5 separate regions of the Mus musculus genome follow, and regions 2, 3, 4 and 5 are each linked to region 1. The links are chromatin contacts, called in public Micro-C and capture Hi-C maps. All regions are on one chromosome and are shown on one strand. The core of a region is the stretch at or near the end of the contact, and the rest is flanking DNA. Distances in the headings are between cores, read along the strand shown. Region 1 holds the start of Col7a1 (collagen, type VII, alpha 1). Region 2 holds the start of Wdr6 (WD repeat domain 6). Region 3 holds the start of P4htm (prolyl 4-hydroxylase, transmembrane (endoplasmic reticulum)). Region 4 holds the start of Slc25a20 (solute carrier family 25 (mitochondrial carnitine/acylcarnitine translocase), member 20). Region 5 holds the start of Prkar2a (protein kinase, cAMP dependent regulatory, type II alpha).

Region 1 (5,020 bases), core at 1,606-4,105:
CCTGGTACCCTCCTCCAGGCCACCAGGAGGCTGTGCGATGTGATGTTCTGGAGGCTCAATTCTAGCCCTTCCTTGGCAGCTGAGGGAAAACCCGCCAGGGATTGGTAAAGCCAAAAGTAAGAAGGGGTTTAGGGGCTGGGTGGTTAGGAGAATGGGGTCAAAGGTTGACAGAATTGCTCACTGGTCCGAGCTGTCCCACTCACGGCCTCCCCGATGCTGTTGGCATAGAGGGCAACCACAGTCACTTGGTAGTCCGTTAGTGGCCGGAGACCCTGGAGACGCGTGCTGGTCTCACCAGCCGGGATGTTCACCTGCCCAGGGCCAAAGGTCATCTCATTGTCCAGCCAAGTCCTTAGCAGCCACCAGTCACTGTTAATATCCTTACCTCCTGTCGCTCACTTGGCAGTGGCTGCCCTAGCCCTGTCAGAGGTGTGTACTGAACCTTGTAGCCAGTCACAGGGCCACTGGCTGCTGTCCATTGTACTCGCAAGGATTGGCTACTTGGCTCAGAGAGCACCAGGTCCCGGGGCCCAGACGGAGTGTCATCAGCTGTGAATGGGGTTGGGGGTAGTATCAGGTCATGGGCAAGGAGTGCATAGGTCGGCACTCCCAGGCTGGGGTTAGGGTACCCAGAACAGGCAGAAACTTACAAGGCAGGGTCACAGGCACACCACCAGCAGTTGTGCACACCCTCCTGGAAATGAGAGGCAACAGGGTCCTCAAGATGCTGAAGTCATTGACGAAGAAGAAGAAATCGCTGGTTGGCTGTGAGGCCACACGCTTCAGTTCCTCAGGGTCGGCATTCTTGATTCCTGAAGTGATGCCCAAGCCGGGCTCAGTTGCTTACACATTCTCTGAATGGTCCCCCACTCCAACAGACCTCTCGCCTCAACTTGGTTCTCACCCACAGCAAACAGCTTGACTCCCTGCCCCTTCAGCTTTTGGGCAGCTGTGTCCACTAAATCTTGGGATTTCCCATCTGTGATCAGGATGCAGACCTGGGATGGGTGCCAAGAGCAGTCAGGGATGTTTCAGACATTTATTTTGGGGTCACATTTGCAGGCATGGTAGGTTTATAGGGAACACCTTGGGGACACCAGGACGTGTTAGACGAGGCAGGAAGACACGGTCAGAAACGTGGTGAAGAGCGGCCCCCGTGCGAGTGTTACCACCTTTATAGCTGAGCTCACGGATGGCTCGGATGGTGTCACTCCCAGAGCCAAGTGTATCCAGACCAAATTCTGTCCTGAGGGGAGGAAACGGGGTAACACAAGGCGGGGGGGGGGGTCATGATCTCTTCCAGCCCTGCCTCTGAGATGAGGCCACTGAGATGAGTGAGCTCTGAGGCAAGCACCCTTGGTTCTGAGACCCCACCCCCCCCCAGCCCTCTACCGCGGAAGTGTCCACGTTAGCAGCCTCCTCAGATGCTGCTTGACATAGCAATGTCACTGAGCCTCAACAGGCCTGGAACCCTCTAGGTCCCTAGCCTGGGGCGGGGGTGGTGGTGGTGGTGGTGGTGGTGTGTGTGGGCAGGATATCTGATTAAATAATTGTAGGAGGAAGGGCTCAGTTTCAGGACAGTGGTCACTGGCCAGACAAAGCATTTCTGATGAACAGAGGGCTGAAGAGCTGGCAGAGCCCAAACATGCAGACTCCACCAGGAGCCCAACGCCTGGAGCTCCTGGACTCTCTCTCTCTATGCAGATCAGGAAGCAGAATCATCCTGTCCACCCCACCCCCACCCCACCACAACCCCAGGACACTGACTGAGAGGTGTTTTAGGACAAGAACACTCTTCCAAGTTATCCCCACCTCTCTCCAGAAGAGGTGTTGGCGAGGGCCTTTCTGGGCTCTCCAAAGCCTATTTCTAGACTCCTTCCTGTTAAGGGGTCTTGGGGCCTACAGTCCTGACCCCACGTCGACTACTCACTGTGGATCATCACTGTACTGCACTGTGGCAAACCGGACGCCCTGTGCACTGGCTGCTCCTGAGAAAGGCAGCACCAGCCCCTCCAGGAATCCTCGCACTTCTCGAAAGTTGCTGCGGCCAATGGACGACGAGCCATCGAGTAAGAACACGATGTCAGCAGCATAAAGGCGTGTGCAGGTCACTGAAGCAGGGAGGAGAGATCATGACCTTTTAGGGAATACAGCCACCCACCATCCTCTAGGCACTGAGGTCCCCTGGGACTTGGGGACTGGAAGGACAATAGGCTTTATGTTCCTCTGCAAACGGAGCCCAGGTAGGCGTATTTCTGCCAGTGTTGGAGGAAACCGCAGTGGGACTCTGAACAGAGCTTCTCAGGGAGGGCAGGAGCACCTTGGGGGAGGATAACCTGCAAGCAGGGGTGTAGCTGCGGGGCTGAAATCAGCGTGGAGGGACTGTTGTCCGGTGGCTGAGGACAGAGGATCAGCCTGCATCCAGGGAGCTAGAATTTGTGTGCCATATGGGATAGGAGGCAATTTGGGGAATGCAGAGTAGAATTCAGGGAGTTTAGGAAGAATCCACGAAGAGTTTGGGGGACTCATCGGTGGAAAGGTGTCAGGGATAAAGTTTGAGTAGATGCATAGGTGACAGACAGGGTGCTGAGCCCCGAAAGATGCCCACCTCTATCTCTGGGCTGGGCCCACACTTCCGGCGCTCCCATCAGGATCTCTGCAGCGCAGAGCGCAGCGACCAGGAGTCGCAGCCTCATCCTGAGTGATAGAAACAGTTAGCCAGGAACCCAACCTCTCTGTCTCTTGTCTCCCAAGCCTTTGGCGGGTGGAAACCGAGTACCCCCCACCCCAAGTCCCGATCTTGCCTGTGCGAGGAGTCAGCCTGCTCCCGCGCCGCAGCAAGTCCTGCCGGCACTGAGGAGAAAAGTCCCTGATCCCAGGAGGCGGAGCAGCAGGCGGGGACCTGGCGGCCCGCCCCCACCCACCTCCCCAGAGGTCGCTTCCCCCACCCCACTTCTCCTGGACTTAAGATATGACGCACTTAAGGGCAAGGTCAGGTCCCAAGACTTTCGAGTATCACTCAGGGTTTTGACAGACACTTCAAGAGCACCCCAACCTTACTTAGGGTTCCAAGTCTTGACTGCTTTCTAGTTAGAGTGACCAATGAAGTCATTGCTGCTCTCTGAAATGTGGACAGGTTCCAGCAGACCATAGGGGTAGCAGCCTGATGGTAGGTAGGACATACTGCAGCTGGCGCTGACTCACCCCTAACCCCATGGGGTGCCCAGACAAAGCCTCAGGCTATAGGTCTTGACAAACGTGAATCAGCCATGCTTCTGTCTGGTGGCCCTCCTGTGCCGCACCCTAACCTTCATGACAGGCAAAGCAGCCCCCAGCAAACAGGAGACTATGGGACTATCCTAGGGACCCCAAGATTCCACTGGGCTGGATCTAAGCAACACTTCCCCATTTTGGAAGAAAGAACTTGTGCCATGCGTGTTCATATTTGTTCATCCCAGTGCCGCTCACTCCCTACTGAGTCTTTTACCCTAGACAGATGCCATCCAGCTGTGTCTGCAAAGAGGGAGGGTTGTCCATATGCGGGGGGGGGGGGATGGACCACCCATGCTGACAGCTCATCTCTCAGGAATCCATCTCCTGATACCCACGTTCCCACTGGCAAGGCCTGTCCACGATTCAGGCCAGGTTCCCCATCTACTTGGCTTCATTAGAACCTGCAAGAATCCCCTCCACCCCTTCTACTCAATTCCCTGACTAGGGCAGGGCCACACCATGACACTCCTTTCCTTGTTGCCTCAAGGTATCTAACTTTCCCCTCCCTATGTGACCCCCCTCTTGATCCTTTCGTGTGGACAGTCATTGCCAGTCACAGGTCAAGCCCTCTTTCCTAATGATTTCCTTTGGTTATACATGCATGGTGACTAGGCGGGTGTCATCAATATAGAGGGACACTCCTAAGAAAACTAGCCCCCATTTGGGCCCTGTTTCCTCTGCTTCCTAGTCAGTCCTGTACAGTTCAGCACAGACCAGAAAGTATTCCCTCATTCACCATGGCTGCTTCCAATATGCCTGGCCCTGCAACCTCCCGCAGATCCACAGGCTAAGTGGGGAGATGGGGACAGGTGCAGGTGTTTAGTTTTCTAGCATGGGCGAACCTCAGGGCACAGAGGACCATCCGTTTCAATTTCCCAGTTGTCAGGAAAGCTCCAGCTCTCCTTGTCACTGAAGACCCCCACTTTCAGAACTATCCCGGGACACAGTGTCTTTACAGGTCCTCGAACCTTTTTGCAACACCCAGGTCTCCCCAGAATTGTCCCTGGGACCTCCCATCCCTAGGTGGTATGCTCCAGATGAGGGCAGTAGAGAACCAGGCATGCTCTCACAGCCAAGGTGGGTAACAACAGGGTGAATGTGGCATGTATGGTATGAACATACATGTATATGTGAGCCTGGCCTATTGGCATCAGGGCTGGAGAGATGGCTCAGCAGTTAAGAGCACTGGGTGCTCTCCCAGAGGTCCTGAGTTCAATTCTCAGCAACCACATGGTGGCTCACAACCATCTGTAATGGTATCCGATGCCCTCTTCTGGTATTACTGATATACATATAATAAATCTTAAAAAAAAAAAAAAAAAAAAAGAGTATGGCATCAAGGCAAACCTCACTAGAGCTGGAGTGTCCCCCAGGAAAGGCTCTGTATGGAGTCAAAGGTGGCTACTGAGAAGGTAGAAGGCTAGGGATGACTAGGTCTAGAGCAGCCAAAAGCTTCCTCAACAGAGGTATGACCCTCTAAGGCCCCTTGATTGCAGCATCCTGGCAAGGCTGCAGCTTTGGTTACAGTGTGGGAGAGACCTGTACCTGCCTCCAACTCTTCCATCAGGGCCGTGGAGGTCCCAGAGTAACCTTTTTTCCTCTCACGTTTCCCTGGTTTCAGTCATGTTTTGCCAGATGGCACCATGTCTCCAACCAGGCCCACATCCCATTACATCTTCAGTACCTCCAAACTCCTCACCAGAACTGGGCAGGGTGACCTCTGACCCACACTTCCCTCTGTCTCTCC
Region 2 (5,020 bases), core at 824-3,323, 370 kb after region 1:
CAGAGACCATCTGCTCCCATACCAAGCTGGTAGCCAATGAATCTGTACCGTTTGAGACCTCCTGTCGGCAAGTACCTCCCATGGGGGGGGGGGGGTAGGGAGGTGGGGCTTCAGTTCCCAGACTGGGTACCTTGAGGACATGTATTACCTGCTATTGGACCAAGGATACACTGGGCCATTTGGTCAGCCATACCCCTACCTTTCCCCCAAGTCTCTTCTTCACTCTTTATGGAGTAACTGGAAAGTGGTAGCTCCTGGCCACTGTATCTATTCAAATGAAAACAGATCTAGATATCTACAGATACTGGAAATTGGCCCTGTAAGCACTGGTCTTGACTCCATTGTTGGAGGTCCCTGCCTCAGTTTCTACAGTTGTACCCTCCTGCCTGCACAAAGTTAGGTTTTCTTGTGGCTTTCTGGCTCAGTCCTCCCAGTTGCAAGGAGACTTTACATGATATTCCTGCTTCTATCAGCTTACTTTCCCCAGCCAGATCTTTGGTTTAAGGTCACAAACTTACCTAAGTGCACCTGCGATCTTGGCCACACAAGGAGAGTGACTCTGTGGGGAAGAGGGCTGGAGATGTCTTAGCTATCCTAGCCTGACCCTGTGGGCCCTGGGTATCCTGCCCACAAGTGGGAATGTTGGGGATCTACTCAGCAGCCTCCCCCTGCCTTACAGCTACATGACAGTGCTGTTTTATTTGAACAATGTCACCGGTGGGGGTGAGACCGTCTTCCCTGTGGCAGACAACAGGACCTATGATGAAATGGTAAGGGCCAGTGAGCTGTTATTACTCTTGGGCTGGTAGGGCCTTGGGCAAGTGTGTACACACCCTTCCAGAGCTGGGACGAGGGCACATCTGCCTGTTTTCCCTCCAGCCAACCTTGGCTGCCTGGTCCTGCAATGGCAGGCAGTCCACAAACAGCCTCACCTTGTTGCCTACAGAGTCTGATTCAGGATGATGTCGATCTCCGGGACACTCGAAGGCACTGTGACAAGGGCAACCTTCGTGTCAAGCCCCAGCAAGGAACTGCAGTCTTTTGGTACAACTACCTTCCTGATGGGCAAGGTGAGGGCTTTACTCATGGCCAGGTCTTGGGCTTCTCTGAGGGAACTCATCTCTCCCTCCTGCTCTCCTGGAGGACTGTTCCTGTCTTCCATAGCCAGGGATTTCAAAGCACAGTAGCACTAGTACAGTATCTTCGGTTATCTCCGCCCACCGTCCTTGCGCACCAGCCTTCCTGCTGTCTGGGGCAGGGAAACTTCTCTCCACAACCCAGGCTGGGAAGAGCTATAGCCAAGCTCAGAAGCAAGGAAGCTTGGTTAATTTTAAGGGCCAGTATGTTGACCATGCCTTAGTGGGTGAGACGCCAAGTCCTTCCATGGGGATTAGATGTGTGCACAGCTCAGGCTGAGCCAATCTAGGGTTTTCCCCTCCCTAACTTGTCCTTTGTTCATGTCACCTTCTTACCCCAGGCTGGGTGGGTGAAGTGGACGACTACTCGTTGCATGGGGGCTGCCTGGTCACCCGCGGCACCAAGTGGATCGCTAACAACTGGATCAATGTGGACCCTAGCCGGGCACGGCAAGCCTTGTTCCAGCAGGAGATGGCTCGTCTGGCTCGGGAAGGTGGCATGGACTCACAACCCGAGTGGGCCTTGGACCGAGCCTACAGTGATGCCCGTGTGGAGCTCTGACGCAAGGCCCTGATGCGAATCACCCGCTGCCCAACGTCAAAGACCCTGCAGGTCCTCTGTCCTACTGCAGACTGAAGTTCTGGCCGACCTCTTGCCCTAGCCCTCCCTGCCTGCAGCCGCGATCAAAGGCGCAGTTCCTACATTCACGTTATTTATTGGTGTACAGCCTCCATGCTGCTCCGTTAAATAAAACTACAGGGCTTCCAGCCAGGGGCCGGCGAGCTAAGCGCCCGCTTGGGGGAGGGGAGGCCCACCGCCCCTCCCGGCTAGTCTCATGTGTGTGTGTGTGGGGGGGTGACTCTGATCCGGCCAATCAGGAGCGGGATCGCGTGGGGGACAGGGTCGTCATTGGACGTCCGCAGCCCAGCGCCAGGGCTTTGCTACCTGTAGCTAAGGGCTTCGGAGCTCTGCAGCGCGGCTCTCCAGACGGCTGGTTCTCGCGAGAACGCAGCTCTCTTCTTGTCCGTGGCAGCCACAGCAGCTCCAGGAACGTCATGGACGCTTTCGGGGACTATGTCTGGCCGCGGGCGACTTCCGAGCTCATACTCCTCCCGGTTACGGGTCTGGAGTGTGTTGGGGACAGGCTGCTGGCGGGTGAGGCTTGGTCGGCTCTAGTCGTGCTAGCGGGCGAAGAACTAGCCTCTCCCTGGGTGGTCGCACCGGACAAAGGGATGCCCTGGGGAGGAGGATGGGCAGCGGGCTGGGGACTGGCGAGGGGTGGGAGTGGGGGGAATAAGGCAGGTTCGGAGGTGGCGGGAAACACAGGCCGGCGGAGGAGGGCGGGGCTCGAGAGACAGTGGCAGCTCTTCATAAATTGCAGCCAGCTTGGAAAGGGTGGACAGAGACGCTTGAAGGTGTGGGGGACGCAGTCGTTCCATGTTGGGGGAGGGACGTTGCACCCTCAGGTGAACGCAAATGATCAAAACCCCTGGAGAGGAAGAAAAAAAAAAAAAGGGCAGCCTCAGGGGGTGTGGCGGGAGTGTGGCTTCTGGAGAGGGTTGAAGCTCCGCCCCCAAAGATGAGGGGGCCAAAAAATTGCTTTCTGAGTAGAGCAGTATCCAGAGAGGCTGGGGCTTAGGTTCCTCTGGAGAACCAACTGGGGGGTCTGAGCCAACTGGGTTAGTAATCACATGTCTCAGTGTCTGGTGGTAAAGGTCTGAGATGGCTCTGAGGTGCCAAGTGTCCTGGAAGCAGTAGGGCCTGATGCGAAGCCATCCTTTGGTGATGGTGGTGTTGGGTTTTACAAGGACCCTTGGCACTGACAATTAGGCCTTGGGTCAGCCATTATTAGCCTCAGCAGGGCTGCGTGTTTGTCTTGTGGTGAGGGTATATTCTAGAGTTGATGTGTGTGTGTGCGTGTGCGTGCGTGTGTGTGCAAGTGCAAACATTGGGTTGCTCCAGTGAGCTAAACTCTCTGGAGGTGGGACCGGCAAACTTCAGGAAATGAAATCCGTAGAATTTTGAAGAAAGAGACATTAAGAGAGGAGTAAGGTAATGAGGAATCCTGACGAGTCCGAGGAGGAGGAGATCGTGGGAAACAAACGGCTGCAAGATGACCAAAAGGGAGCTGAGAGTCCCATTCTAGAAAACGTCTGTGGGTTCTATACACATGTATGGGGGTGTAAGAGATTCCCCGGGAAGTATGTGGATTTGTATAGAGGGAGGCCCTGGACAAGCCCCTCTTGAGCACAAGTTAGGAATGTTCCTAACTCAGAAGACGCTAGCTTTGATTCTGCTGTGTTAAATGCTGTCCAGGTTCTTAATACCTGCACCTCATCTCTCCTCCCAAGCCTTGTTGCTTTTAAGTCTCAGTCGCATACAAAGGACGATCTCACAGCTGTCCAGGGGTGGGGCCAGAATGCAAGCCTCACCCCTGCCTGCCAAAGTGTGGGCAGCTTCAGCACGCATGCACACACACAAACACACACACACACACACACACACACACACACACAAAACCACATACCTACCCACCCCATCGCCTCTGTTGAGCCTCAGGGATTAGACTGATGAAGGATGCTGATGGCTAAAGGGTGCAAAGGTCGACACAGCCTTTTCCCTAAGGGAGGGAGAATCTGGAAAATGCATGCAGAGGCAGGTGGAGCTGAGAGTTTGGGCTAGAGCAGAGCAAGGGCTTTCCATCTGAAGTGTAAGGATGGTGTGCACCAGAGGAAATCCTAGTGACTGTCATTAAGGGTGATGGATAGCCAGGCATGACAGCATACTGCCACAGTCCCAGCAGATTCGAGGTTGAGGCAAGAGGATCTTGAATTCAAGGCCAACCTGGGCTCTCTGAGAGAACCTTACCACAAAAACGAGTGACTGACAGGAGTGTGCCTTTGCAGTTGAGGTCCGGCTGAAGTGGAGGCACGGGTTTGGTAGGATGCTGTGTCCTGGTATATTCTGAGTCTGTATGCTAAGGAGTGGCCTGCTCCACTCATGCGTCCTAGGATCAGGTGCGTGCGTGCGTGTGTGGTGCTGATGTGGCTCTTTACCTCTGTCTAGGCGAGGGGCCTGATTTACTGGTGTACAACTTGGACCTTGGTGGGCATCTCCGAATGGTGAAGAGAGTCCAGAACCTGCTTGGTCACTTTCTCATCCATGGGTTCCGAGTGCGACCAGAGCCTAAAGGAGACCTGGACTCTGAGGCCATGATAGCTGTGTTTGGGAGCAAGGGCCTCAAAGTTGTGAAAGTCAGCTGGGGTCAAAGCCATCTTCGGGAGCTCTGGCGCTCTGGCCTGTGGAACATGTCCGACTGGATCTGGGATGTCCGCTGGATCGAGGGTAACGTAGCCGTGGCCTTGGGCCACAACTCGGTGGTACTGTATGACCCAGTGATAGGGTGCATGCTGCAGGACGTCCCCTGCACAGACAGGTGTACCCTGTCCTCAGCCTGCCTGGTTGGTGACACCTGGAAGGAACTGACCATCGTGGCTGGCGCGGTTTCCAATGAGCTCCTGATCTGGTACCCAGCCACTGCTTTAACAGACAACAAACCCGTGGCCCCTGACCGGCGGGTTAGTGGCCATGTGGGTGTCATCTTTAGCATGTCATACCTGGAAAGCAAGGGCCTGCTGGCAACTGCTTCAGAAGACCGAAGTGTTCGTCTCTGGAAGGTGGGGGACCTCCGGGTGCCTGGGGGTCGGGTTCAGAATATTGGCCACTGCTTTGGGCACAGTGCCCGAGTGTGGCAGGTGAAGCTCTTAGAGAACTATCTCATCAGTGCAGGAGAAGACTGTGTCTGCTTGGTGTGGAGCCACGAAGGCGAGATCCTTCAAGCCTTTCGGGGCCACCGGGGCCGAGGTATCCGGGCCATAGCCAC
Region 3 (5,020 bases), core at 1,614-4,113, 360 kb after region 1:
CGAGTCTGAGATGAGGAAGGCAAGGCTAGCCTAGGCTGCTTCATAGTGAGACTGTGTCTCAAAGGGAAAGGAAAGCAGGCCTTTAATCCCAGCACTTGGGAGGCAGAGGCAGGCCAGGGCTATACAGAGAAACCCTGTCTCGGAAAAAAACAAACAAACAAAAAAAAAAAAAAGCCTGGCTCCTGACCTGAGTAAATAGAGAAAACTGTAGAGGAGGAAACCCTGGAACCTGCTCAGGAATGTGGGAGAGAACCTCTTGGCTCTGCCTCACGTGTACTGGGGTTACAGGCATGTTCTACTACACCCAACTAAGAAATTGGAATGTTCCAAGTGGGCAGTAGAGATTTGTCTGTTTAAATCACAGTTTTTGAGACAGGATCTGCCTTCACCTCCTAAGTGCTGAGATTACTACAAGTGTGTACCACCATGCTCAGATTGGAGACTAAAACATTATAGCAGTCATTAACATTCCTTTGTGAATTAAGTTTAGGCAGCTGGGAGATAGTTCTGTGGGTAAAGCTTGAGGTCCAGAGTTCAGATCCCCGGCATGTAAATAAAGGCTGAGTTAGACACTGCAGTCATAATCCCAGTAGTGAGGAGGTGGGTCTGGTGTCCTCAGAGCAAGTTAACTAATGAGACCAGCTCAGTTGGTGGACCCTGGGTTCAAGTGAGAAAGCCTGTTCAGTGAATATAGTAGAGAAGGATGAAAGAAGTTATCAGTATCAGTCTTCAGCTGCCATGAACACACACTAAAAATAAATTCTGGGGCAAGAAGCCATGTCCTTATTGCTTTTGCTTGTGTGTAGGGGTGTGCCGTGCTACCAGAGATCTCTGTTCCCTCTTCTTATGAAGATGGAGGACCATTGGTGCTGATCGCTTATTGCTACCTATTTCCTTCTGACCCAGAAAACTCCAGTACCTATCATCTTCTGGGTTAGGAAGATTAACAAAGTACTCAAGGATAACTAGATTAGCTAATAAACTTCTGGCATTTAGTGACCCTGAAGAAGCCTGCCATTGTAGAATGTTGGAAGTGAGCTGTCGATATAGCACTTTACTGCATTGGGAGAGGGGGGAACATAGGTCAGCCTAAGAGCAGCGTTCAAAAGAAAATGCCTTGGGCTGGTGAGATGGCTCAGTGGGTAAGAGCACCTGACTGCTCTTCTGAAGGTCGGGAGTTCAAATCCCAGCAACCACATGGTGGCTCACAACCATCTGAAACAAGACTCCCTCTTCTGGAGTGTCTGAAGACAGCTACAGAAGAAAGAAAGGAAGAAAAGAAAGAAAGAAGAGAAAGAAAGCAAGCATGAATTTACTGGGAATCAGATATAAAATTAATAATACATTGTGAAAAATTACTGTTTTAAAAAAAAATGCCTTGGCCGCTGCTTTATAATCTGAGTTTTATTTTCTTCAGAGGTGTCCTGATTAGGGGAAAGCCTTCCACCCTCCCTCTTCCCATCCAGGAGCTAAGGCAAGCGTCACAAACAGCACCTGCTTCATTTTGAGGGACACTGGGTGGAGCCCAACCTGGGCACCCTGGGCAGCCTCTCACCAAAGTCTGACTTGCAGGATTCCCTCAGTGGTCCAGTCTGACTGCCGAAGGACCTTCAAGAATATCTTGAATATCTTGGTGCATACCTAGTAACTCCAGCATTTTAAAATATATATATTCAGACACTCCAGAAGAGGGTATCAGATCTCATTACTGATGGTTGTGAGCCACCATGTGGTTGCTGGGATTTGAACTCAGGACCTTCGGAAGAGCAATCAGTACTCTTAACCACTGAGCCATCTCTCCAGCCCTAACTTCAGCATCTGAGAGGTGGAGGCAGGAGAATAAATTTATCCTCTGCTCCTTTCAAGTTTGATGAGCAAGCCTGAACTATATGAGACCCTGTCTGGGTTGGTTTTTGTTTTGGGGTGTTTTTTTTGTTTTTTTGTTTTTGGTTTTTTTTTTGGTTTGGTTTGGTTTTTTGTTTGTGTGTATTGTTTAAAAACAATTTAATAATAAGCCGGGTGTAGTGGTGCATGCCTTTAATCCCAGCACTCGGGAGGCAAGAGGCAGGGGGATTTCTGAGTTTGAGGCCAGCCTGGTCTACAAAGTGAGTTCCAGGACAGCCAGGGCTACATAGGGAAACCTTGTCTCGAAAAAACAAAACAAAACAAAACAAACAAACAAACAAAAAACAACAAGAAAAAAATTTTAATAAAAGCAAAAACGGAAGCTGGAGAGAGGCTCTTTAGCTAAGATCCATCTTGGAGAACACACCGGTTCTAGTCCCAGCACCAACATAGAGACTTAAAAACGTCTGTAAGTCTCTCCAGCTCCAACGCCCCTTCTGTCCTCATATACAGACATGCATGGAGTGCACATACCCATAAACAAACCACCCCATAGACATAAAATGTTTTAGTTAAATAAATCGAACTCGTGGGAACTGCTCTATAATCTCATCATCCAGTGTGCAGTCATTGGCCTCAGCATCCCACTATGTCGTATGTCCCATTTCTATCACTCTCTGACTCCCTTCTCCCAAGAGTGAGAAAATGCCCACTACACTTTCTGGGGCCGGGGGGGGGGGGGGGGGGCGTCTTCTCCCGGGAACCAAGAAACTACTAGTTGCAATGGTGTCTGTCCTAACGGTGCTCCGCTGATGTGCCTCCATGTTTGTGGATGGCCTTCTGCACTGGAGTATATACAGCTCCATAAACGACCAGCCGGGTGTGAGCGAGGTCCCAGGATCTCAGTATGGACCGATGGGTGCGGCTCCGTGTAGGCACAGCATCCCGGAGCACCGTCTCCTAGTGACCGCCGGGCGCGCTGACTCTGCCGTCCGGGTCCCAGCGACTGCGCAACGCGAGCACCCCCGCGGCCCCTCCCCTGGGCGCGCGCGCGACCTGGGCGCCATGGCGGCAGCGGTGGCGACCGTGCAGCGGCCTGAGGCTGAGACAGTCGAGGAGGCCTCAAATCTTCAGTGGCCGCTACCACCGGAGCATCGCCCTTCCGGGGCAGCGACCAGACCAGGCGATAGTGAAGACGCCCCGGTGCGGCCACTGTGCAAGCCGCGGGGCATCTGTTCCCGTGCCTACTTCTTGGTGCTGATGGTGTTCGTGCACCTGTACTTGGGCAACGTGCTGGCCCTGCTGCTCTTCGTGCACTACAGCAACGGAGACGAGAGCACAGACCCCGGACCCCAGCGCCGCGAGCAGAGCCCCCAGCCAGTGCCAACCTTGGGTCCCCTCACCCGGCTGGAGGGCATCAAGGTAAGAACATCCCCTCCTCTCCCGCCCCGAGCGGAGCTTCAAGCACTGCCAAGCCGAGCCAGAAGGAACCGTGGCTCAGCTCTGGGCCACCACGGTGCCCCACGCATCACTGTGTGCGGGTCACGCGCGCGCCTACTTACTTTGCTACTGTCGCTCCCTGACACGGGACTTTTTCTTGAGCAGTGCGGCCTGGCACACCAGCTGCCTGCTGTGTATTTTTCCTTTAGGTGGGATATGAGCGGAAAGTCCAGGTGGTCGCGGGCAGGGATCACTTCATCCGAACCCTCAGCCTCAAGCCGCTGCTTTTTGGTAAGTCTGCAGGACACTTCTGGGAAGGGCCGGGGAGGCTGCAGTGTCCACCCCAAGGCTTCTTTTGACCGTGTGTTTACTATTTTGAACATGGCTGCTTCGTAGATGCGCTCTCTGAATCCAGTTTACTAAAATAGAGCTTCCTTTTCCGTAACCGGACAGAGAGGTTCGTTTTCCACACTTCCCTCAGCGGACCCTTCCATCATAGGCTGGGCAGCACGACCCTGAGACAAATGTTCCAACTGTTTATTGAAGTTATCTTTGGGCAGTCTGTGCTACGAATCTATCACCTTCCAGATCAGGGCAGGGTGAGAGACTGATAACCAGGTGCCAGCTGACCCGGGGGCCTCTGGGGAGATCACATTCCCAAAGCTAATCCTGTGGTCTGATGAGAATCAGGCCGTCCATATTGGAATGAACTGACAACCCTCAAAGCCAGCGGCCCCCCCCCCCCCAGAGGGGCACCATTCAAAGGCCCAACTTCTTGCTTCCAGTATTCAAGATTCTTAGGACTCCTGTCTTTCACCCTTCATGGGCAGAGCCTATTAGGGTGACCCATTTTAGCCACATCACACACAGCTCCTGTTTTCTGAGTTCTTAGTAGATGATAGGCTTCAAACACCTAACCATGGTGTTGTGGAGACCCCCCCAAGTCCTCCAAAGACTATCAATGTCAACATGGGGAGGGCACTATGTCCACAGACCTTGCCTGGGTTAAATTTCTGCAACCCTAGCTGGGCAGTGGTGGCACCTGCCTTTAATCCCAGCACTTCGGAGGCAGAGGCGAGTAGATCTCTGAGTTCATGGCCAGCCTGATCTACAGAGCAAGTTTCAGGACAGCCAAGACTACACAGAGAAAAACCTGTATCAAAACAACAATGACAGCAAACAAACAAAACAAAACAAAAACAATCTATACATGGCCTTGGTGGTGTGAATCAGCAGACCCAGGGCTGCCTTTGGCTGCTAAGGAATGGAGTTTGTAGAGAGCATTAAGAGATCTCTGGATGGACCATGTAGAGACTGCCATATCCAGGGATCCACCCCATAATCAGCATCCAAACGCTGACACCATTGCATACACTAGCAAGATTTTATTGAAAGGACCCAGATGTAGCTGTCTCTTGTGAGACTATGCCGGGGCCTAGCAAACACAGAAGTGGATGCTCACAGTCAGCTAATGGATGGATCATAGGGTTCCCAATGGAGGAGCTAGAGAAAGTAGCCAAGGAGCTAAAGGGATCTGCAACCCTATAGGTGGAACAACATTATGAACTAACCAGTACCCCGGAGCTCTTGACTCTAGCTGCATATATATCAAAAGATGGCCTAGTCGGCCATCACTGGAAAGAGAGGCCCATTGGACTTGCAAACTTTATATGCCCCAGTACAGGGGAACACCAGGGCCAAAAAGGGGGAGTGGGTGGGCAGGGGAGTGGGGGTG
Region 4 (5,020 bases), core at 977-3,476, 290 kb after region 1:
TTCTTTCTTTCTTTCTTTCTTTCTTTCTTAAGATTTATTTATTTTATGTATATGAATACCAGAAGAGGGCATCAATTCCAGTACAGATGTTTGTGAGCCACCATGTGGTTGCTGGGAATTGAACTCAGGACCTCTGGAAGAGCAGTCAGTGCTCTTAACCGCTGAGCCATCTCTCCAGCTCCCAATCAGCCAGCTTTTCAATGCCTGCTCCAACACTACTGTCTGTAAAATGTTTTCCCCGCCCCAGTTCTAAAGTGTGGCAATTCTTACTGACCAGGACATAGGGGCCAAGGCTTAGTTTCTTTGAAACCTTGAAAGAACCTTCAAGTACCTGGGAGGCAGGAGGGCAGAAATTCAAGGTTAATTGCTTCATTTTGAGTTTTTGGCCAGCATTGGATACATGAGACTGTGTCTTCAAAGGGGAAAAAAAACACAAATAAAAACAAATACAAAAACAAACACCAAATCACAAAAGCATCAGCTTTTAGTTGGTAACCACCCAGCTTTCCGAGGTCAAAAGGACAGTGGTCAGCCATGGGTTTGGTTTATACTGCAAAGGAAAATCCTCTCTGTCAAGACTCCAGTGAGCACTTTCAGTCGTTTATAATCCTGTACAGAGGTCACTAGGCCCTTGCTGGGTGTAACATCAAGAGCAAGAGGAGACGAGAGAGGAGTACACTTATATAAGGAGTCAGGATATTGCTTTTTAAAAGTCTCAGGTGTGCAGGACAAGATTTCTGCCTCTGTAGAATAAGATTAGAAATAAAGGCCAAACAAACTCCCCCTTGCTAGACAGAGCTACTTGAACCTGCCACTGTCTTAGGAGCACTAAGAATAAGAAGCACAGCCTTTGCTACTGATAGGATCTGATTTCTCACAGATGAACACTACAGAGTCTCCTCGGGATGAGCTGTCTGTGGTGAGCCTCACTTTGAACAGAGGCCGTGAGATAGCCTGCTGTCAAGCCTGCCAAGGAAGAGCCCTTGGATACTGTTCTCTTTCAGAGGAAACTGGATCTGACATCCTATCAAGCCCCCAACCGAGGTTACCACCTTTATGAGATTCACATCTTCTCTGGCTTCCAGCCCCCAGCAACACGCCATCCACACACACAAAAGACTCATGTCTTCTTCTCACAGGCTCATCCTGGCTATGACCTGTCATTTCCTTTCAGGTCTATGTCCATAAAAAAAGAAGAAGAAGAAGAAGAAGAAAAAAGAAACCTATAAGCTACGAGCTTATATGAGCTCATCTATGAGCTAAGTCATCGAATATAGATTTTAGTCTCCACAAGACCTGGCTGAGAGTACAGCAAGAGGAAGAATAAAAGGCTGAGGAGAGAAAGGTCCCCTCGATTTCCACACCTGAGCCTGGCTGGTCATTGCTTGCTATGGGGGTGACTATGCAGCTTACCCTGCAGTGAATGACTGGCTGTAAATGGCCAGGTGCCTCTTCAGGCAAAGAAAAGTGCACAAGAGATAGGCTATGGGACACACCGGCTTTACGAGACTGTGTCAAAGGACATCTCTGCCACCTTTGTCCTTAATTTGTGGGGGAGGTCAAGTCTACAGATAACCTGTTCCAATCTTTATAACAATATCAGGGTTAACCGGGCACAGACAGCAGCTTTTTCTTTCTCATCTCCAAAGAAGTGCGCAGGGCTCAAAAAAAGACTGCCATCCGAAGACCTTGAAATAGGAGCTGTAGGGCTCTTAGGGCGCGAGGTACAGCCTCTGTCTATTTCGTATTGATTCTCGAGAGGAAAAAAAAATTGTTTTGAGGTGCCAGGGAGTTGAATGCAGAGCCTCTGGCCGGGTTAGGTAAAGCAGCGCTTCCTAGTAAACTACATACCAACCCTCTGTAAACTTCCCACGGAAGGAAGCATCCATCAGCCCGGCTCCACTTCTGTTCAGAAAGGCAGCACCTCGCGGCGGTCCCTACTTTCCACGTAACCCCCCCCCCCCCCCCCACACACACACACACCGCCCCGGGGCATTCCTCCACAAGCCCCCGTCCACACTCCGCGCACCTTGACCGTGTCCAGGGGGTGCCCCACAAACACCAGGCACATGCCGCCGAAGCCGCCAGCCAGGAGGTTCTTAAACGGACTGATGGGTTTCGGCTCGTCTGCCATGCTCAGTCTTCTGTCTGTCTGTCTGTCAGCTCCGGGCAGTCTTGGTCTTGCTCCGCTGCCCGAGCGGCTCCGCCGACCTTTCACCTACATTCAGGTGGGCGGGGCCGTGGGCAGGTCGGAAAGAGGGCCCAGTCGTACTAGCCTGGCTTCCGCCCTGAAGTCTACTTCCGGCTGCCCTCCTCCTTAGTGGGCGGGGCTCTTTCCCTAATGATGTATGGGAGGGGCTTGGGAATGATTGTCAGGGACTTACTCCTCCAGGAAGTCTTCTTGGACTTGAGTTTTTTTCTTTCTCTGGTCCTCTGTGGTCCTATGCATCTGTGCACTCCCCAGAGGTCGCATACACCCTTTTGCGTGACAGCCACTTTTTTTTTTTTAGGTGCTGAAGAGTGGAGGTACCCCATAGAGGTCCCTGTCTTTGATAAGCCTTGACTAAGTTAAAAATGGCATATGTCCTATGGTAAAAATGGCTCTATAGGAAAATAAATCCGGGAAGAAGTAAAGTGTGGGAGACAAATAATTTGTAACTAATTTGTTAAACAAGAGAAGCTCTCATTAGGAAGGCAAAGGATTAAGATCTAGGGCATGGAAATGAGTCCTGTCTAAAGATACCCGGTAAAGGATGAAGGACCTTTCTGGCAGAAGATAAAGAAAATTTGAAAACTCTGAGATGTCTGTGTTGTCAAATCTGAGAAACCACAGGCCACAGGGGTGGGAATGGGGTGCGGTGGGATGGTGGAGCAGCCAGTGAGGACAGGAGAAACGGAGACTACTCATCAGGAGGAACTGTGAGGACATCAGTCTCTTCTATGACAGGTTTTAGATGGAGACTAACAATCTCAGATCGGATTTTAAAACAAACAGACAAAAATCAGGATCGCTGTAACTGCTGGTGAAAACAGCCAGAGGAAATCCAGGGGGCTGGAGAAAGTTAAAGGTCATGAGTAGAAATGTTGGCTTGGACCAGCACATAGCAGAGTTGTTAACGAGGTGCGATCCAATGGTGAATATTTTCTAAAGGAAAACCCGAAGGACCTGTTAGTGAACGGAAATTCATTCTGCTCACTACTCATGCAGAAGCTGCAGAAGCTGGCTCAGCAGCTCAGAGAACTGGCTGCTCTTACAGAGTACCTGGGTTCTGTTCCCTGCACCCTCGTAGCAGCCCAGAACTGTCTGAAACTATACTTCCATGAGACCTAATGCCCTCTTTGGGCCTCTTTGGGCACCAAGCACACATACATTCATGGAGGCAAAGACTCAAGGACACAAAATAAAAATGAGTAAATATATATTTTTTTTTTAGAAAAAGTTTTGTGAGAGAGGCTTACGGGACAATGCTAATGTTTTTGGCCTTAGCAACTAGAGAGAAGACATCATCTTTAACTGAGATTGGGGAAGAGATGGGGTCAAGCAGATTAGAGGATGGTAAAGGACATTTTAGACATAATTAGTTTGAGATTTCTATTAATAGATCTATCTCCTGATCCAGGATTCTGTAAAGAGGCTCGGGCTAGTGGTTAAATTCAGTATTAACGAGTGAAATTAGATCACCAAGAGAGTGGGAACCCTCACAACCCCTGAAACCCTTCCCCTTCTAGTGTTTAGAGATCAAATAGATGAGGAAGGGCCTACAAAATAAGCAAAGAAGTAGGAGACCAAAGAATCTGCAATCACTATGAGCAAGGGCTTCAAAGGGGATGGGAGAGTCAGGAACACTAGAATCAGGAAGTGATGGCGGTTGATTGGTCCCAAAGACCTATGGGAAAATGGAGGACAAGGAAGTTGAAACAATACACAAAAAAACTGTCATATAGCCGGGCGTGGTGGTGCACGCCTTTAATCCCAGCACTCGGGAGGCAAAGGCAGGCGGATTTCTGAGTTCGAGGCCAGCCTGGTCTACAGAGTGAGTTTCAGGACAGCCAGGGCTATACAGAGAAACCCTGTCTTGAAAAACCAAAAAAAAAAGAAAAAGAAAAACCATGTCATATATATGTATATATATATATATATATATATATATATAAAATTTAATTTTATGTTTTATGTGCATTGCTGAGAGGGTTTCAGATGGCCTGGAACTGGAGTTACAGACAGTTGAAGTGTCCTTAACCACTGAGCCATCTCTCCAGCCCACCTGTCTCTTTTCTTTTTTTTTTTTTTTTTTTTTAAAGATTTATTTATTTATTATATGTAAGTACACTGTAGCTGTCTTCAGACACTCCAAAAGAGGGCATCAGATTTCGTTATGGATGGTTGTGAGCCACCATGTGGTTGCTGGGATTTGAACTCGGGACCTTCAGAAGAGCAGTCGGCGCTCTTAACCACTGAGCCATCTCGCCAGCCCCTGTCTCTTTTCTTAGGAGGTAATGAGGCATGGTGGAAGAATTTCAGACCCAACAGGGACACAATCGAAAGTCTGTCTTCACTGAATCAGTTTATGTCGGGGAGAGACTAGGGCAGCAAAGCCAGCTGAGATAATGATAGCAGCCCAGGTTAGAGAGTGTGAACTTGGCAGAAGAAGAAATAGGAAGCAGAGGCACCAGGGAAAAACGGGCAGCAGCTATTGGTCTCCTTGCACCTTGGTGCTCGGAGAATGTCTGAGAACATGGCTGGTTGACAACTGGTAAGAGGGACACAGGAAAAAGAGCAACCCCTACACATGGTTGTGAGCACTCTGAGAATGCTGAAGGATAGGTTCTTTTCTTTTCTTTTTTCTTTCTTTTTTTTTTTTTTTTTTTTTTTTTTTTTTGGCTTTTCGAGACAGGGTTTCTCTGTGTAGCCCTGGCTGTCCTGGAGCTCACTTTGTAGACCAGGCTGACCTCGAACTCAGAAATCCGCCTGCCTCTGCCTCCTGAGTGCTGGGAATTAAAGGCCTGTGCCACCACGGCC
Region 5 (5,020 bases), core at 1,504-4,003, 260 kb after region 1:
CAACAGACAAGAAGCCTCAATAATCTGACCCCAAAGAACAGAACCCATAAGACTAACCTAAAGAGGAAAACCAGATCTGATGCCCCACACTTTGTAACCCAAGCACTCAGGAAGTAGTGAGTTCCAGGACAGACAGTGCTACACAGAGAAGCCCTGTCAAAAAAAAAAAAAAAAAAAAAAGAGGGCTAGAAAGATGGCTCAGTGGTTAAGAGCACTGACTGCTCTTCCAGCGGTATTGAGTTCAATTCCCAGCAAGTGTACTCATATACATAAAATAAATACATCTTTAAAAAGAAGAAAAAGAGGAGCCTGGGCTGGAGTGGTGATGCACATCTTCAATCTCAGCACTGGGGAAGCTGAGGCAGAAGAATACAAAGTTCAGGCCTGAGCTCAGTTCTCAAACCCTATCTATAAGGAAAAAAAAGGGGGAGGGAGGGCTTAGTATTTCTGGGTATAGATTCAAGAATAATGGAAACACACACCTACAAAGTAACCCTGTCCCAGAGTCTAGAGCAGCACATTCCCTCTACCCACAAAGTAGAAACCTCCAAATGACCACTAACCGCTGATACAATGTAGCATAGCCAAATAAGGAACAGTTGCAAGTACAAAATCCAACCAAAAGCAGAAGGCAACCAAAGAAAAGTTAAAGAGGGAAGAACACTTGCAGGCAGGAGCCAGGAGTCTGCAAACAACCTTGCAACACAGCAAAGCTGACAAAAAGATAGCCATCGCTGTCATCCAACTCCAGAGTTTATTATTCCAAGTGGGAGTCCTGCGCTCATTAATACTCTGAAGGGAGGCTCAGCGCTGGAACAGAAAATAAAAGGGCTAGTGAGATGGCTCAGTGCTTAAAGCCACAGGCTGCTCTTCTAAGGAATGCTGTTTTAATTCCCAGCACCTACATGGTGGCTTTCAACCATCTGTATCCTCTTTTGGCCTGAGAGCTGCCTAATATAGTATGCATATACATGAGGCAGATAGACAAACACATAAAGAAAAATAAATCTGCCGGTGTTGGGCATAGATTGCCCATTTTTAATCCCAGCACTACTCAGGAGGCAGAGGCAGGCAGATCTCATGAGGTCAAAGCCAATTTGGTCTACATCATCCAAGGCTACACAGTGAGACTTTGTCTCAAAAAAAAGGGGGGGGGGATTAATTAAAATTAAAACAATTAAAGCAGGCTAACTCTATTATGTTAATAAAGCATAAGTGGAAGCAACCGAGGAAATAAAATTGCTCTTTGACAGTCTTACTTAAATCAAATGAGTAGAATGTTACTTGTATACTTCCCTGCAATCAACACTGGAATCGAGGTATTGATTATGCTCGCCAGTTTGATTCAATTGTTTTAACCATATCGAAACTTGGAGGAGGAGGAGGAGGAAGAGAAGGAGGAACGCATAATTAACTGGACACGAATAAAATGGCATAACTGAAATTTCCTTTACATACTTGAGCAAAGGGAGAGAGGAAATATATATATAGGTAAAACAATAGTGAAAATATTGATAACTGTTGAATGTGAGCGGCAGGCAGTATTGGGGGAGGAGGTTCAGCTACTGAATGTGAGTGACAGCATTTAGGGAGGGGCTCAGCTCATCGTTCCTCTTATGTGTATGCTTATAAGGTTTTCATTGAGGCAGAGGTAGATAGTTGACCCCAAGTTCGAGGTCAGCTTGAACTACCTACTGAGTTCCTGCTTAATCAAGGCGATCGGCCTCGTCTCCAACAGTTTTCAGCAATAACTCTTCCAAAACGGAATTCTTTGCAAATGAAATGATCATCCGGTTTATTCGGGGCGAGCTGCCGGGTGCTGGTGCTCTTGTCTTCGGAAAGCAAGCAGGCTATGGGGTCTAAGGCAAAGAGGCAGAGCAGCTTCTGGCGGGACCGACTCAAGCTCCGCGCCACCACGCGGACCAAAGAACGCGCACGCTTCATTCAAGGCAGAATCTGACAAATCACTCTCCGTGAACGCTCGGGCTCAGAGAACCGCGGAGCTCAATTTGGAATGCTCACACGCCGGGGAACCCAAGCAGCTGGGCTGGAGAGCTCTCGGGTCTCGGCCCAGGGTAAGGCCGGGAGCCGAGCCCAGGGCACCCCTGGTCGGCCCTCGGGTCCCTCCCTGAACCCTTCACTCGGTGCCCACATCGCACCTCGGCCTTGCCCCGCCCGCCTACCTTCCAGATCGGCATCTTCCGAGTCCGAGTCACTCTCCCCGTCCTCCTCGATGACGGGGACTGCGCTGGACTCCTGCGTGTGAAAGGTCGTCGGGGAGACGATGAACGTGTCTGATTCCTGGCGGCGGGCCTCGCGCAGGCGTGTGAAGTACTCCACCGCGAAGTCGACGAGGTCGGGCGGCTGCTGCCGAAGCACCTCCACGGTGTAGCCCTGCAGCAGCTCCGTGAGCCCCGCGGGGATCTGGATGTGGCTCATGCCTGCGACGTCCGAGGGGCCCGGCGGGTCCGGGCGGCCGGCGGCTGCAACCTGCGCGCTCCCTCACGCCGGCCTGTCACTCCGCGCCCGCGGTCTCCCGCGCGGCCCGTCTCGGCCTTCCTCGCGTCGCGCCTTATTCTGGCCGGGTCTGAGTTTGTTGTGCGGGCCGCGCGACCCTTCCGCTAGCAAGCCAGCCTGGCGCCGCTGCTGTTGTCACCCGGCCGCAGCCGCCGCCGCTGCCGCCGCCGCGCCGCCGCCGCCGCGGGGACCGCCGGGCAGGCAAGCTGGACGGGCGCGGCAGGCGCCCGGGTTGTGACGCACGCGGCCGCGGGCGTGCGCGTCCCCGGCCAGGAGCTGGCCCAGAGTGCGCGTGCGCCGCTGAGCCTCCCGCTCTCGGAGCAGCCCATGGTCAAGGTGCGGGAGGCCCCGGAGATGAGGAAAGAGTGGCCCGGCTGCGAGGCGGGCTGGTTAGTGCGTCTCGCCTGGTCACAAAAACCTTTCACTCATGCTTTCGGAGCATGCTGCGAGCCTCTTAAAGGAGTGCCAGGGTCACTGAAGTGACACAGGACCACCTCACCTTGACCCCTGCTCTAGTGGAGGGCCAGAGGGCTTACTCTAGGGAACGACATTAATGCTAAGCCTAAAGTACTGAGCAGGTTTGCCCAGAGAACGATCTGGAGGAAAGTCCTGTACAACAGGAACAAAGACCTAGTCAAGTCAGAAGAACCACCTTGACTGACAGGTAGAACGATGCGTGCCTGACTGCCTGAGGTCCTAAGGAGTCTAATATGACGTCGTGAGATGTCAAAGGGGGAAGGCTTTGTAGGAAGTAAAAGTTTCAGTGAGATAGTCACTTGTGAGCCTCAAGCAGAGAAATAACCCTGAAAGAGCTCGCTCAGCCGATTGTGGGCAGTAAGAAAGCAGAATAATGCCAGGAGCTGGACAGACCTCGGGGCTTGTTCCTCCTTTTGGACACTTCCATCTTGGTCTTCAGGCCTAGACTTAGAGTCCTCCTTCCTCCCCACTCAACCCTGGGCCACACTACTTGGTGAAGTTGAGCAGACCACAGACCGTGTTGTCTTTTGCCTTTGGGAAGAGGGCAGAGGTGAACTAGAGAGGCACCTGCTGTTCCTCAACTTGTTTCCTCCTGTCACCAAACTTGAACAAAAGAAGTTACAGACCTTTCTGGAATATCCAGCCTAGGTGCTGGCCAAAGAGCCAGCGAGAATACTGTTCTCCCTCTCCCTGCCGGAACCAGCCAGCAACTCGTGAGCTTGGGAACCTGAAGGGTATTGGGATTGTTAAGCACCACCTGGTAATTAACCAGTATTAATTAAGATCTCCACTAGCACCGCCCATAAAGGCCTGGCACAAACCCAAAACCTCAGGCTGCTGGGAACTGAGCTGTGTATGGTGACAGGGGAACACCTTACTGAGGTACTCAATGTAGGGGCCAGTCCAGGCTGTAAGCTAGGTAGACCTGAGACTACAAACAGCTATGTGTCCCTGAATGTATGTTGAGTGGCGGCGAAGCAGTATCCAGCATGCTGGCTGGAGGCACTGACAGCATACTTGTGAAGACTGAATGAATGAATGAATGAATGAAGAAGGAACAAATGATACATTTCAGCAACAAAAGAAGCAGAAACTGCTCTCCTGACTTCAGTCTCATAATATGTATCATTTCTTTCAAAGCTGCTACATAATTCAAGTCTAGCCTGGGTTACATGAAACTATCTCAAATCAAAAACAAAAAAGCAAAGCAACACAGTGGAGATGGGTCTTCTCTTGAGCAGACTGGCTCTTTTTGGGGGGGTATGGGAGGAGGGGAGAGGTTGTTGGTTTGGTTTTTCAAAACAGGATTTCTCTGTGTAGTCCTGGCTGTTCTGGAACTCACTTTTTAGAGCAGGTTGACCTTGAACTCAGAGATCTGTCTCCTGAGTGCTGGGATTAGATGTGCACCACCACGGCCCAGTCTAGCCAACTCTTAAAAGTTTTCCAGGATTCAAATCTTGCCATTACAATCCAAAAAACCTAGATGTGACCCCCCCCACCACTGCACCATATTACCAAGGGAATTGCCTCTCTGCAAGCAACCCTACAGCCAAGCTTGTGGAAAGGTAAATTCACAACTCCAAGTTCCAGTCTTCCCACATTATCATGTCTTACATGTTTTAAATGGGGCACAGGCAAATGAAGAGTTAGGACTCTGACCTCAATTACAAAATAGAGAAGAGAAAGGTTGTTGACAGAGTTGGGTGTGGACAGGGTCTCCCGGTACACTGAAACCCTATTGGCCTCTGTCAGAAACAGTCTGGTTTTCCTGACCTGTTAAACAGATTCAGCACAGCCTAACCATCCATCTGTCCAACAGACAGCATTCAGAGGGCACCCTAACCTAGTATAGTAACACATCATTTGTAGATCCCATTACTCAGGAGAATGAGGCAGGAAAAAAAATCACTCTTGCACACAGGAATTTAAGACAAACCTAGGCAACACAGAGGAATCTCTATCTTAAATTAAAAAAAAAAAAAAAAAAAGCAGGCTAGAGCTGGAGATGTTCTTTCAGTGGTAAGAA

The links. Hi-C and Micro-C count contacts between places; a contact is called where the count stands out from the background. Capture Hi-C pulls out chosen DNA fragments and counts their contacts.
Region 2: a contact with region 1 is called in a capture Hi-C map of embryonic stem cells, with 3 times the contacts expected there. The contact joins the promoter of Wdr6 here to the promoter of Col7a1 in region 1. A contact is called at or near these places in 2 of 39 promoter capture datasets (embryonic stem cells and stem cell-derived epiblast-like cells), 1 of 484 Hi-C or Micro-C datasets (embryonic stem cells) and 3 of 9 other capture datasets (adipose tissue, embryonic stem cells and pancreatic islet).
Region 3: a Micro-C map of embryonic stem cells shows a contact between it and region 1, with 2.2 times the contacts expected there. The contact joins the promoter of P4htm here to the promoter of Col7a1 in region 1. A contact is called at or near these places in 2 of 39 promoter capture datasets (liver and stem cell-derived epiblast-like cells) and 2 of 484 Hi-C or Micro-C datasets (both in embryonic stem cells).
Region 4: a Micro-C map of embryonic stem cells shows a contact between it and region 1. The contact joins the promoter of Slc25a20 here to the promoter of Col7a1 in region 1. A contact is called at or near these places in 1 of 15 datasets of contacts at CTCF or cohesin (embryonic stem cells), 4 of 484 Hi-C or Micro-C datasets (cortical neurons and embryonic stem cells), 2 of 115 datasets of contacts at active chromatin or transcription factors (both in embryonic stem cells) and 3 of 9 other capture datasets (adipose tissue, embryonic stem cells and pancreatic islet).
Region 5: a capture Hi-C map of embryonic stem cells shows a contact between it and region 1, with 2.3 times the contacts expected there. The contact joins the promoter of Prkar2a here to the promoter of Col7a1 in region 1. A contact is called at or near these places in 11 of 39 promoter capture datasets (HPC-7-derived erythroid cells, cranial neural crest, embryonic stem cells and 6 more), 2 of 115 datasets of contacts at active chromatin or transcription factors (embryonic stem cells and pancreatic cancer cells) and 4 of 9 other capture datasets (adipose tissue, embryonic stem cells, liver and 1 more).

Annotation. Positions count from the first base shown.
Region 1 is chr9:108,951,421-108,956,440 of GRCm38.p6, reverse strand. It overlaps Col7a1 (collagen, type VII, alpha 1), which reads right to left and starts at 2,855. Exons shown (of 119, transcript NM_007738.4): 1 at 2,805-2,855; 2 at 2,609-2,697; 3 at 1,931-2,111; 4 at 1,087-1,246; 5 at 905-998; 6 at 651-812; 7 at 386-549; 8 at 182-311; 9 at 1-79. The coding sequence starts at 2,696.
Region 2 is chr9:108,575,766-108,580,785 of GRCm38.p6, reverse strand. Wdr6 (WD repeat domain 6) reads left to right here and starts at 2,073. Exons shown (of 6, transcript NM_031392.3): 1 at 2,073-2,292; 2 at 4,204-5,020. The coding sequence starts at 2,193. It overlaps P4htm (prolyl 4-hydroxylase, transmembrane (endoplasmic reticulum)), which reads left to right. Exons shown (of 9, transcript NM_028944.4): 6 at 1-67; 7 at 680-770; 8 at 947-1,070; 9 at 1,478-1,924. The coding sequence ends at 1,698.
Region 3 is chr9:108,595,455-108,600,474 of GRCm38.p6, reverse strand. It overlaps P4htm (prolyl 4-hydroxylase, transmembrane (endoplasmic reticulum)), which reads left to right and starts at 2,863. Exons shown (of 9, transcript NM_028944.4): 1 at 2,863-3,267; 2 at 3,495-3,576. The coding sequence starts at 2,911.
Region 4 is chr9:108,659,342-108,664,361 of GRCm38.p6, reverse strand. Slc25a20 (solute carrier family 25 (mitochondrial carnitine/acylcarnitine translocase), member 20) reads right to left here and starts at 2,226. Exons shown (of 9, transcript NM_020520.5): 1 at 2,030-2,226. The coding sequence starts at 2,134.
Region 5 is chr9:108,689,876-108,694,895 of GRCm38.p6, reverse strand. Prkar2a (protein kinase, cAMP dependent regulatory, type II alpha) reads right to left here and starts at 2,753. Exons shown (of 11, transcript NM_008924.3): 1 at 2,184-2,753. The coding sequence starts at 2,439.